Linked DNA regions of Sus scrofa: all the other regions are linked to region 3. Evidence: chromatin contacts called from public Hi-C and promoter capture Hi-C data. All regions are on one chromosome and are shown on one strand. Each heading gives the region's core, a stretch centred on a gene start, on an enhancer-like site or on the middle of the called end of the contact. The rest is flanking DNA. Distances are from core to core; before and after follow the strand shown.

Region 1 (3,389 bases), core at 359-2,858, 850 kb after region 3:
TCTACTCGTTATCTCACATGTGTTTTACTTATTGACAATGTGAACGTATGATTCCAAATATAAAGTGCATAAAAGGGTTACAATTAGAAAGATCCCTCTCTCCAACCCTCTCCTTGTGTTACCAAGTGCAAGCTTGTTCTGCCTGCTGCAGGACAGGTCAACAAATTGGGAGATGAGGTGTCGGGGCAAGGAATAACTTTATTCGGAAAGTCGGGAGTCTCAGCTATCAGACTAATGTCCTAGAGAACCATCTGACTGGAGTCTGGATGCTAGTTTCTTTTGGGGGGTTTCGGGGAAGGAGGCCAGGCCAGGAATGGAATACCACAGCAGTAATCAGATCCAGAGCAGTGACAATGCTTGATCCTTAGCCAGCTGAGCCACCACAGAATTCTATGTATTTTCAACATAGCAAGGCCGAGGCAAGGCAGGGAAGGACTAGGGTAATGGTGATTCTAAGCGTCACGGTAAGGTGCTGTGTGACATCCAGAGCATCACCAAGCCCATTAGGTTCCTTGCCCGCAGCGATGGAGTCAAGAGCACCTGGTTCCCTCTAGATATCCACCAGGCGCTGAGATTTTTTTTAAGACACCGTGATCCTGACGGCGTTAACCTACTTAAATACGCCAAGCCGAAGACTGCCTGGCTATGGACTTTGTTCCCTGAAGCACCAGAGCCAAACCCTCTATGCCCTTAGCGGCGATTCCCCTGTATCTTATATTTCCGTCAACTTGTAAAGGCTCTTTTCACGAATACTTATTTGTCTCTTAAGGAGTTAGAAAGCTCTTCAGATCACATCTTGTAGCTGGATCACTTGTTCTTTAGTTCCTGCATTTTCACAGGGCATTGTGACCTGCTGCAAAATGATGAGGGGAAGGACTGCAGTGTACAAGTTTGTAGTACCTGTACACGTAGACAGCAGAAGTCGAAAATTATAGGCTTCCAGGTGCCACTTACAGAAGGTACTAAAAATCATTTGAATCTAGGGGACTCGAGTTCCTTCCCTGAACACCTGTCAGATAAACCGCAAGTTTGGGGCAAGTGTTATTTTCAATTACCACCCAGAGCCCTACGCACTTCACCCCGCCCCTCCAAGAGACAGACAAAGCACCACAGCTCTTTTTTGAAAAAGGTTAGGTGGCTCTGAAAAGAGCCTTTGGGTTTGACACTGCCTACGAACACATTTACTTGGAGCTGGTGTACTTGGTGACAGCCTTGGTGCCCTCGGACACGGCGTGCTTGGCCAACTCCCCGGGCAGCAGCAGGCGCACGGCCGTCTGGATCTCCCGGGACGTGATGGTCGAGCGCTTGTTGTAATGCGCCAGCCGCGAGGCCTCGCCCGCGATACGCTCAAAGATGTCGTTGACGAAGAGTTCATGATGCCCATGGCCTTGGACGAGATGCCGGTGTCGGGGTGGACCTGCTTCAGCACCTTGTACACGTACACCGAGTAGCTCTCCTTGCGGCTGCGCTTGCGCTTCTTGCCGTCCTTTTTCTGCGCCTTAGTCACGGCTTTCTTGGAGCCTTTTTTGGGGGCAGGAGCGGACTTAGCTGGATCAGGCATGATGAAGTCTGGCGTTCGATGTAAAATGAACAGCCGAAGGCCAGAGAGGCGCCTCTTTAAGGGCTAGGGTTTATGCAAATGAGGTGGAAACAAGCTTTCTGGCGATTGGCTGTTACTCTCCACTGACCTCACAGATCTGTTTTACCCAATCAAGGAACGCATCCTATCTAGTCGTGTTTCCATTGGTCAAAACGAAAGTGAAACGTTAGCCAATCGTACAGCTTCCTTTTCGCGCCCTGCAGTGGCTATAAACTGTGGTTTCGGGACCTCAGACTCAGTCATCTTTGACAACTGCTGTTCAGTCTCCCAGTTATGTCTGGACGAGGAAAGCAAGGGGGTAAAGCTCGCGCCAAGGCCAAAACCCGGTCCTCACGGGCTGGCCTTCAGTTTCCGGTGGGCCGAGTGCACCGCCTGCTTCGTAAAGGCAACTATGCTGAACGGGTCGGCGCAGGTGCTCCGGTGTACCTGGCGGCGGTGCTGGAGTATCTGACCGCAGAAATCCTAGAGCTGGCGGGCAACGCAGCTCGTGACAACAAGAAGACACGCATCATCCCGCGTCACCTACAGCTGGCCATCCGCAACGACGAGGAACTCAACAAGCTGCTGGGCAAAGTTACCATCGCTCAGGGCGGTGTCCTGCCCAACATCCAGGCCGTGCTGTTGCCCAAGAAGACCGAGAGCCACCACAAAGCCAAATAAGTACTCGGCATAAAAACAACAAAACAAAAGGCTCTTTTCAGAGCCACTTCTATCATCATAAAAAGGTGACACTTGCATTTCCAATTAGCTTACCTCTTGTATTTAGCAGCCCTTGTCAACAAAATGACATTTGTGTTAGACTAGTTCAAAGGCCAATGAATCTGCAAGATTCTAGACTGACTCATGATTTAATATTGAGATGTCAAGAGTATTCTAAACTTGGTTGAAACAACGACGGTATTGGATGCTGTTAAGCTCATTCTAAGAATAATGATGAAGACAGTTGTTATTTCAAGAAATGCAGGCACAAAGTAGTGCATTTGTTTTCAATAAATTCTTATGACACGTGTCATTCGTTAAAGATACAATGTTAATAAAACACCACTTATCCCAAAGAAAATCTAACAGGGAGAAACCAAAACAAGGTGCAATGTAGCAAGAGATAAGCACAGGAATATAAAGGGAGCATAGAGGGGTAAATTCTGAGGTAACAGCTTGTTTGAGGATTAAAGGAAATTGGGAAGTAGAGGAAACTGCAGAGATTGCAGCAGAGAATAGGCATCACCAAACTCATGGCTTGTAAGTGCAGGCAAATAACAAAGTTCAATATTGGCAAATAAGGCAGAGAGAGCTGTAGGACACTTCATTGCTAATGCTAGTGTGTGGTGTGTGTGTGTGTGTGGCTAATGACTTCCAAATCTTTATGTCCCCATCTCAGATTTATCTCAAATTCAGACATGCATATTCATCTACTTTCTAAAATTCTTGTAGCTCTCTGGGAAATTAAAAATATATGTCCCAGAGTTCCCTTTATAGCTCAGAGGATTAAGGACCGAGGTCTCTGAGGATGTGGATTCCATCCCTGGCCTCACTCAGTGGGCTAAGGATCCTGGCAACTTACATTCGCCACAGGTGTGACCATAAAAAGGAAAATAAATAAATAAATAAATAATAAATAAATATTCCAGACTATCATCACCACTGCTTTCCCAGTGATTCTTTTCTTGGCATCACCATCTATTCATTAGCATGAGCCAAAATGGCCTGGTGTCTGAATATTCATTTTTGTGAGCCATTACTATAGCCAAACTCTAAGTTCCTTGTATGAGATAATGGAAGCATGTTGAAA
Region 2 (3,206 bases), core at 8-2,507, 880 kb after region 3:
AAGAAAGGTAATACCTCCTTTTGTGATTGCTTGTGGTCACTTTTATTCCAAGCAGTATTATTTACATGTGATTGCAGTTGAGACATATATAGGAAATTCAAGTATTTCAGAAAACTCAAAACTTATTCCAGTGGACTAGGAATGCTATAGAAACTCGTTCTCATCAAAATTTTTCATAAGGAAAAGTACACATTGACTGATGTGGAGAATTGAAGGCCCTCTCTAGCTAGGGTGACTTGGTGATTGGAGGGAAGGGTGAGAGTGATGATGGGAGAAGGAAGTAAAAAAATTGACATCATAGGACTAAGAACCTGATATGGCAATTTACAATACCCACTTTTCATATTTGTTAAGGCAACCACTTCCAAATGTAGTTTCCATAGTGTCTTTACTTCATCATTTACGTTAAGTTCACTATGAAATGTATTCTCTACCTGAAGCTATTTAAACAAAGAATTTACCTGCCTGGATTACTACTGTATTGCCATTTAGTAAAGTGAGTGGTGCAAAGATTCTACCGATTTAGGAGAATGAGGCTAAGATCACAGGGTGCTAGTTTTTGTCTCAGGACTTTGACTCTGTAGGGGAACTACAGAGATGCGTGAATCTTGCTCTCCTCTAAATTTAATTGAGATTACTGAGGAAAACAGTTTCATGTTTAGGAAAGCAACTAACGTACTAGGGAAAGTCCCTGGCCAAACTTTGCTACCTGAAAAACAGTGCGACTTCAAAAGCACAGCTCCTTTTGTTGCTAAAGTAGGTGGCTCTGAAAAGAGCCTTTGGTTTGGGAAGGTCTGAGTTACAAAGGACACCAAACCTCTACTTGCCCTTAGGCTTGTGGTGGCTCTCAGTTTTCTTGGGCAGTAGTACCGCCTGGATGTTGGGCAGGACGCCGCCCTGAGCGATGGTGACTTTGCCCAGCAACTTGTTGAGCTCCTCGTCGTTGCGGATGGCCAGCTGCAAGTGCCGCGGAATAATGCGCGTCTTCTTGTTGTCGCGGGCCGCGTTGCCCGCCAGCTCCAGGATCTCAGCTGTCAAGTACTCCAGCACAGCAGCCAAATACACTGGCGCGCCGGCGCCAACCCGCTCGGAATAATTTCCTTTGCGGAGCAGACGGTGAACTCTTCCCACTGGGAACTGAAGTCCGGCTCGGGAAGAGCGCGTTTTAGCCTTGGCGCGAGTTTTACCACCTTGCTTACCCCGTCCAGACATGATCAATGAAATAAACACAACCGGTACAATAAGTTGTGGAGCTATACAGTAAGTGCTACCATTTATAGTCTTTACAGGGCGCGAAAATGAAAGTGTGCCATTGGCCAAAGCCGCAGTTTTTCTTAACCCAATGAAATCCTAGCTTTGAAATACACTTATTTTGATTGGTCAAAACTATCAAGTGACGTGTCCACGATTCACCACCAATCATGACTTTGCTCGCTGCCTCCTTTGTATAAGAAGCTGAGAACGGAGCAGACGGTCTCATTCTCTTTCCTTTTACCTTTGGGTTGTTCGCAGATTGATTCCTGACTATGCCTGAGCCCTCCAAGTCCGCTCCGGCCCCAAAGAAGGGCTCCAAGAAGGCGGTGACCAAGGCGCAGAAGAAGGATGGCAAGAAGCGTAAACGCAGCCGCAAGGAGAGCTACTCGGTGTACGTGTACAAGGTGCTGAAGCAGGTCCACCCCGACACCGGCATCTCGTCCAAGGCCATGGGCATCATGAACTCCTTCGTCAACGACATCTTTGAGCGCATTGCCGGCGAGGCCTCGCGGCTGGCGCATTACAACAAGCGCTCGACCATCACGTCCCGGGAGATCCAGACGGCCGTGCGCTGCTGCTGCCCGGGGAGCTGGCCAAGCACGCCGTGTCCGAGGGCACCAAGGCTGTCACCAAGTACACCAGCTCCAAGTGAGCCAGCCTGCAGCGGAGCGACTGGTAAGGCTCGTCCCACATCACAAAGGCTCTTTTCAGAGCCACTCAGTCTTCTAAAGAGACCTGGCACTCACTTTATACAGAGGTTTTTTTTATTTGCTGCAAAGAAGCAATTTCCGCTTTTTTTTTTTGATCTTGTTAGAAGTTACTTCCACTAAGATGTAGGTGGCGCTGCAGCAACGCTCAATATTGTGTTAAATGTTTATGTCGAGAAGGATCAGGTGCATGATAGACAAGTGTAGTAAAGGAAACAAAATAGTTTTTTGTTTGCTTTTTAGGGCCGCATCCTCGTGGTGTGTGGAGCTTCCCAGACTAGGGGTTGAATCAGTTGTAGCCGCTCGCCTACGCCACAGCAACGCAGGATCCTTAACCCACTGAGCGAGGCCAGGGATCGAGCCGTAACGTCATGGTTCCTAGTCGAATTCGTTTTAGCTGTGCCGCGATGGGAATTTCCAAAATACCGTTTCCTAAAACAAAACCCTCTCGCCTTTTAAAATATCACCCTGGCAAAAGCTTTCGTGAACAATCCCTTGAGAGCTCCATCTTTAATTTGAACTTAAACGTACCTGACTAAAGCGCTTGGCACACAGCAGAAAGGTACAATCATTTTTGTTTGTTTGTTTTTTTCCCCATATTTTTCTTTGGCGAGAGATGCCGGCTCTTTTCCATGAGTTTGGATTTGCCGAATAGCAAGTTGGAAAGGTAGTAAAGAAAGAAATGGAAGTGAGAACCCAGTTCAGATCTTCGCACGCATCTATCAAGTTCCACCTTGGATTGGTAGCCAATCCAGATGCTGCGCTCGCAATTTGAAGCTTACAACGGTTTCCCTTTGTGAATTAAGCCTAACTGGGAGAATTCAGGGCCCTCCCTGCGGCTTTGTGGAAAGAACTCATCATTTTCTCCACACCCTAATTTCTCTGAGTGAAATTTCTCTGTAAGGGAGGGATTAGGTCCTACTCCCTACTGTGTTTTTTTTCTCTGCATGTCCCTTGGATTTACTGTTCCTCTACTGATTGTAATAAAAATTTTAAAATAGTACAGAAGAAGAAGAGCTGTTCCCCTATCTTAAAATCAAGAAGTCAGGATCCCATCTCTTCATTTTAGGCCCTTAAGAATGGCATATTTAAAACTAGTTTGTCTCTCCCGGGAAAAACCTGGAAGTCCATCCAAAAGAAGTGTTATTTTACCAACTGACCACTTGATTCAAAATTTACCATTTGTTCAAATTGCATAAGAAAGTATATGTGACCTAATATTTTTATTTTGCAATGTGCCAAGAT
Region 3 (3,112 bases), core at 308-2,807:
TAGCGCCGGATCTCGCGCAGGGCCACCGTGCCGGGCCGGTAGCGGTGCGGCTTCTTCACGCCGCCGGTGGCGGGCGCGCTCTTGCGGGCCGCCTTGGTGGCCAGCTGCTTGCGCGGCGCCTTGCCGCCGGTGGACTTGCGAGCGGTCTGCTTGGTACGAGCCATAACTAACAAGCAAGGAGTTTGTCTTACAGCAACTAGTGAGAAGGAGTCAGCCACCGTTCTTTTATACAGCTAGACCTCCGACTATTGGGCCCAAGAACATTCAAACGTTCCCGCGCCCTCCCCTGATTGGTCTACTTCTGAGCCTGTGGGGCTCAAGAGCGGCTTTCAGATTGGTGAATGAGTTCACCAAAAAGACTCTGACGCCCTGACGTCATCTTATTTACCCTTTCGCCTCTATATCTATTGTGGACAATAATCTTGCATTCAAAAGCCCTAGAATTCTTAAAATTTACAAAATAATCGCACAAAACAACAAGAACTTCGTCAACGGGTTTTGTTGAGTTCAAAAACCAAAGATATTTTAGAAATGCTTAGGGAAATTTACATTTGGGTAGCATCTAAAATATTAAGGTTTTCTTGGGTGTGGCACGAATATTGTGGACAATCAGGGAGACGATTTTGAAACTAAAGGGGAGTGTCAAGGATCTATAATTTACTCTCATCTACTCGATAAAATGTGTAATGCTTTTATAAACTCCTGAATCTAGATGCATATTTATTTTTGTGTTGCATTTTTGACGAAAGTTAACCTTAAAGAAATCTGTGCTTATCACTAATAACCTTCTCTCACTCAGAAGGAAAAATCCCAAGCTCTCACCACTGGGACAGGGATGGCAGTTTAGAGTAAAATGGTTATGTCACAGGTAAAGTCCTCAAGAACAATTACTGGGGCTAAAGATTTCTTTCGGGTAATTCACTTGCTAGCTTTGACTTCTACCCTGGTACCGAAACCTTCATATAAGGGGAGAGTAATTAAAAGCATAACAGCTCTTTAAGTAGAAAAGATGGGTGGCTCTGAAAAGAGCCTTTTTTTTTTTTTTTTTCTTGATAGGAAGCAAAATACCTTGCCAAACAAGTAATACTTTACTTGCCCTTGGCTTTGTGGTGGCTCTCAGTCTTTTTAGGGAGCAACACTGCCTGGATATTTGGTAACACTCCGCCCTGAGCGATGGTCACCCGACCCAACAACTTGTTAAGTTCTTCGTCGTTGCGGATGGCCAGCTGCAAGTGGCGCGGAATGATGCGAGTCTTCTTATTGTCGCGAGCTGCATTGCCCGCCAACTCCAGGATCTCGGCGGTAAGGTACTCCAGCACTGCCGCCAGGTACACCGGAGCCCCAGCACCAACCCGCTCGGAATAGTTGCCTTTGCGGAGCAAGCGGTGCACTCGACCCACGGGGAACTGAAGACCAGCCCGAGAGGACCGAGTCTTAGCCTTAGCGCGAGCCTTACCACCCTGTTTGCCACGGCCAGACATAACTGCTAAGGAAAACAGAAAGCCTTTCTAAACAAAAGAGAAAGCGAAATAGAGCGAAGATGAGGGCGAAAGAAGTATTTATACTAACTGGAGGGAGACTGCGTGCAATTCTCCCATTGGCTATTATTAAATAACCAATGGGAGATCAGAACCAGAATCCTTCATTTGCATACAGCATTCCCATCTAGTGTCAGTTCTGTTTGCTCGTGTATTATCTTGTCTGATGTGTCTTTGTAATAGTAACAACTGAATCTATTTAGTTTTCTCAAAGTGCTATCCTTAAACGCAGTCAGATGCAGGAATGATTATTCTCATCGTTCTTACACTTGGCTACTGGGATTGTGACTCATGATTTTTGGAAAGGCATACACACATAACAATTTATAAATAGGTAACATTTAAAGGATAGGTACTTCTATGCCAGGCATTGCTTTAACTGTTCCAGCTCTTTAACTCTTGCAAAAAAAAAAAAAAAGAGGTAGACAGGAAACAAGCAATTCTTTGTCCTGGTCCAAGTCTTCTTAAACTATTTGAGCAATGGAAACTGAAGGCAAGAATTGGATAATCCAGCAAATCTTCCGTTTTATTCATCTACCGCCTTTAGACGATATATGATCCTGGAAGGTACGCACAGTAAACACTATCCTCGTCTTAGAGATTTTGAAACAGAAAGACTCAGTTTGTTCACTTTGTCCAAAGTAAACCTGAGTTAATGGGACCAAGGACTCTGAACTGAGAAAGTCGTCATCATTCCCCAGTGCCACTGCCAACCGTCTTACCCTCATTTTCTCACTTTCATGCCAAATACCGTATTGTAAGTACTTCAGTAAACTCCATCTTCCTACACTGGACCTCTTGCTCTTAGAAGGCTGAGAACTTTGCAGCACATAAGTACATGAAGTCTTGGGACTTTTAGGAAATAAGGGAACAAACACATAGCACAGAAGTACTCAAAATGAGATTAACGATGGAGTTCCCATTTGGAGCAGCGGAAACAAATCCGACCATGAGGATGTGGAGTCCAACCTTGCCTCTCTCAGTGGGTCAGGCCCTGAGCTTCAGTGTTGGTCGCAGACCCAGCTTGATCCCAAGTTGCTGTGGCTGTGGTGCAGGTGGGCAGCTGTAGCTCTAATTCGACCGGTAGCCTGGAAACTTCCATATGCTGCACATGTAGCACTAAAAAAAAAAAGAGAGAGAGAGAGAGATTAACATATGTATTATTAAACATTATACTAATATTACTGTAGAGTCTGTCTGGTCTTAAACCATCAGAAAATCAAGAGAGGTTATGAACAAAACTCTTTTTTCTCTTAATGATACATGAGATAGAAATAAATGGGGTCCTGTCAGTGACTTCTTAGCACAGTAGCAGCGCGTCAGTCTCATAAATGGGGTCCAGATGGAGGCAAATTATTATTTCATGACTTTTTTTTTTTTTAGGGCCACACCCACGGCATATGGAAGTTCCCAGGCTATGGGTTGAATTGGAGCTGCAGCTGCCAGCCTATGCCACAGGCACAGCAATGCTAGATCCAAGCCACTTCTGTGACCTACCCCACAGCTCAGGGCAACACTGTATCCTTAACCCACTGAGGCAGGCCAGGATGGAACCTGTGTCTTCATGGATACTA

What was found. Promoter capture Hi-C pulls out the DNA fragments that hold promoters and counts their contacts. Hi-C and Micro-C count contacts between places; a contact is called where the count stands out from the background.
Region 1: a Hi-C map of skeletal muscle shows a contact between it and region 3, with 8 times the contacts expected there. The contact joins the promoter of LOC110261671 here to the promoter of LOC110261483 in region 3. A contact is called at or near these places in 2 of 5 promoter capture datasets (fetal liver and fetal skeletal muscle), 15 of 47 Hi-C or Micro-C datasets (alveolar macrophages, blood, differentiating spermatogonia and 11 more) and 1 of 2 datasets of contacts at active chromatin or transcription factors (skeletal muscle).
Region 2: a promoter capture Hi-C map of fetal skeletal muscle shows a contact between it and region 3, with 6 times the contacts expected there. The contact joins the promoter of LOC100154508 here to the promoter of LOC110261483 in region 3. A contact is called at or near these places in 3 of 5 promoter capture datasets (fetal liver, fetal skeletal muscle and liver), 16 of 47 Hi-C or Micro-C datasets (alveolar macrophages, blood, differentiating spermatogonia and 12 more) and 2 of 2 datasets of contacts at active chromatin or transcription factors (alveolar macrophages and skeletal muscle).

Annotation. Positions count from the first base shown.
Region 1 is chr7:21,580,914-21,584,302 of Sscrofa11.1, forward strand. It overlaps LOC110261671 (histone H2B type 1-H-like), which reads right to left and starts at 1,609. Exons shown (of 2, transcript XM_021099844.1): 1 at 1,372-1,609; 2 at 1,130-1,369. The coding sequence starts at 1,561. The coding sequence ends at 1,182. LOC100157763 (histone H2A type 1-H) reads left to right here and starts at 1,822. Exons shown (of 1, transcript XM_001928557.5): 1 at 1,822-2,639. The coding sequence starts at 1,874. The coding sequence ends at 2,260.
Region 2 is chr7:21,605,310-21,608,515 of Sscrofa11.1, forward strand. It overlaps LOC100154508 (histone H2A type 1-F-like), which reads right to left and starts at 1,258. Exons shown (of 1, transcript XM_013977504.2): 1 at 749-1,258. The coding sequence starts at 1,212. The coding sequence ends at 820. LOC100525821 reads right to left here. Exons shown (of 4, transcript XM_021099852.1): 3 at 1,946-1,957. LOC100621915 (histone H2B type 1-N) reads left to right here and starts at 1,445. Exons shown (of 2, transcript XM_013977505.2): 1 at 1,445-1,929. The coding sequence starts at 1,527.
Region 3 is chr7:20,728,909-20,732,020 of Sscrofa11.1, forward strand. LOC110261483 (histone H2A type 1) reads right to left here and starts at 1,558. Exons shown (of 1, transcript XM_021098433.1): 1 at 1,032-1,558. The coding sequence starts at 1,481. The coding sequence ends at 1,089. It also overlaps the pseudogene LOC110261489.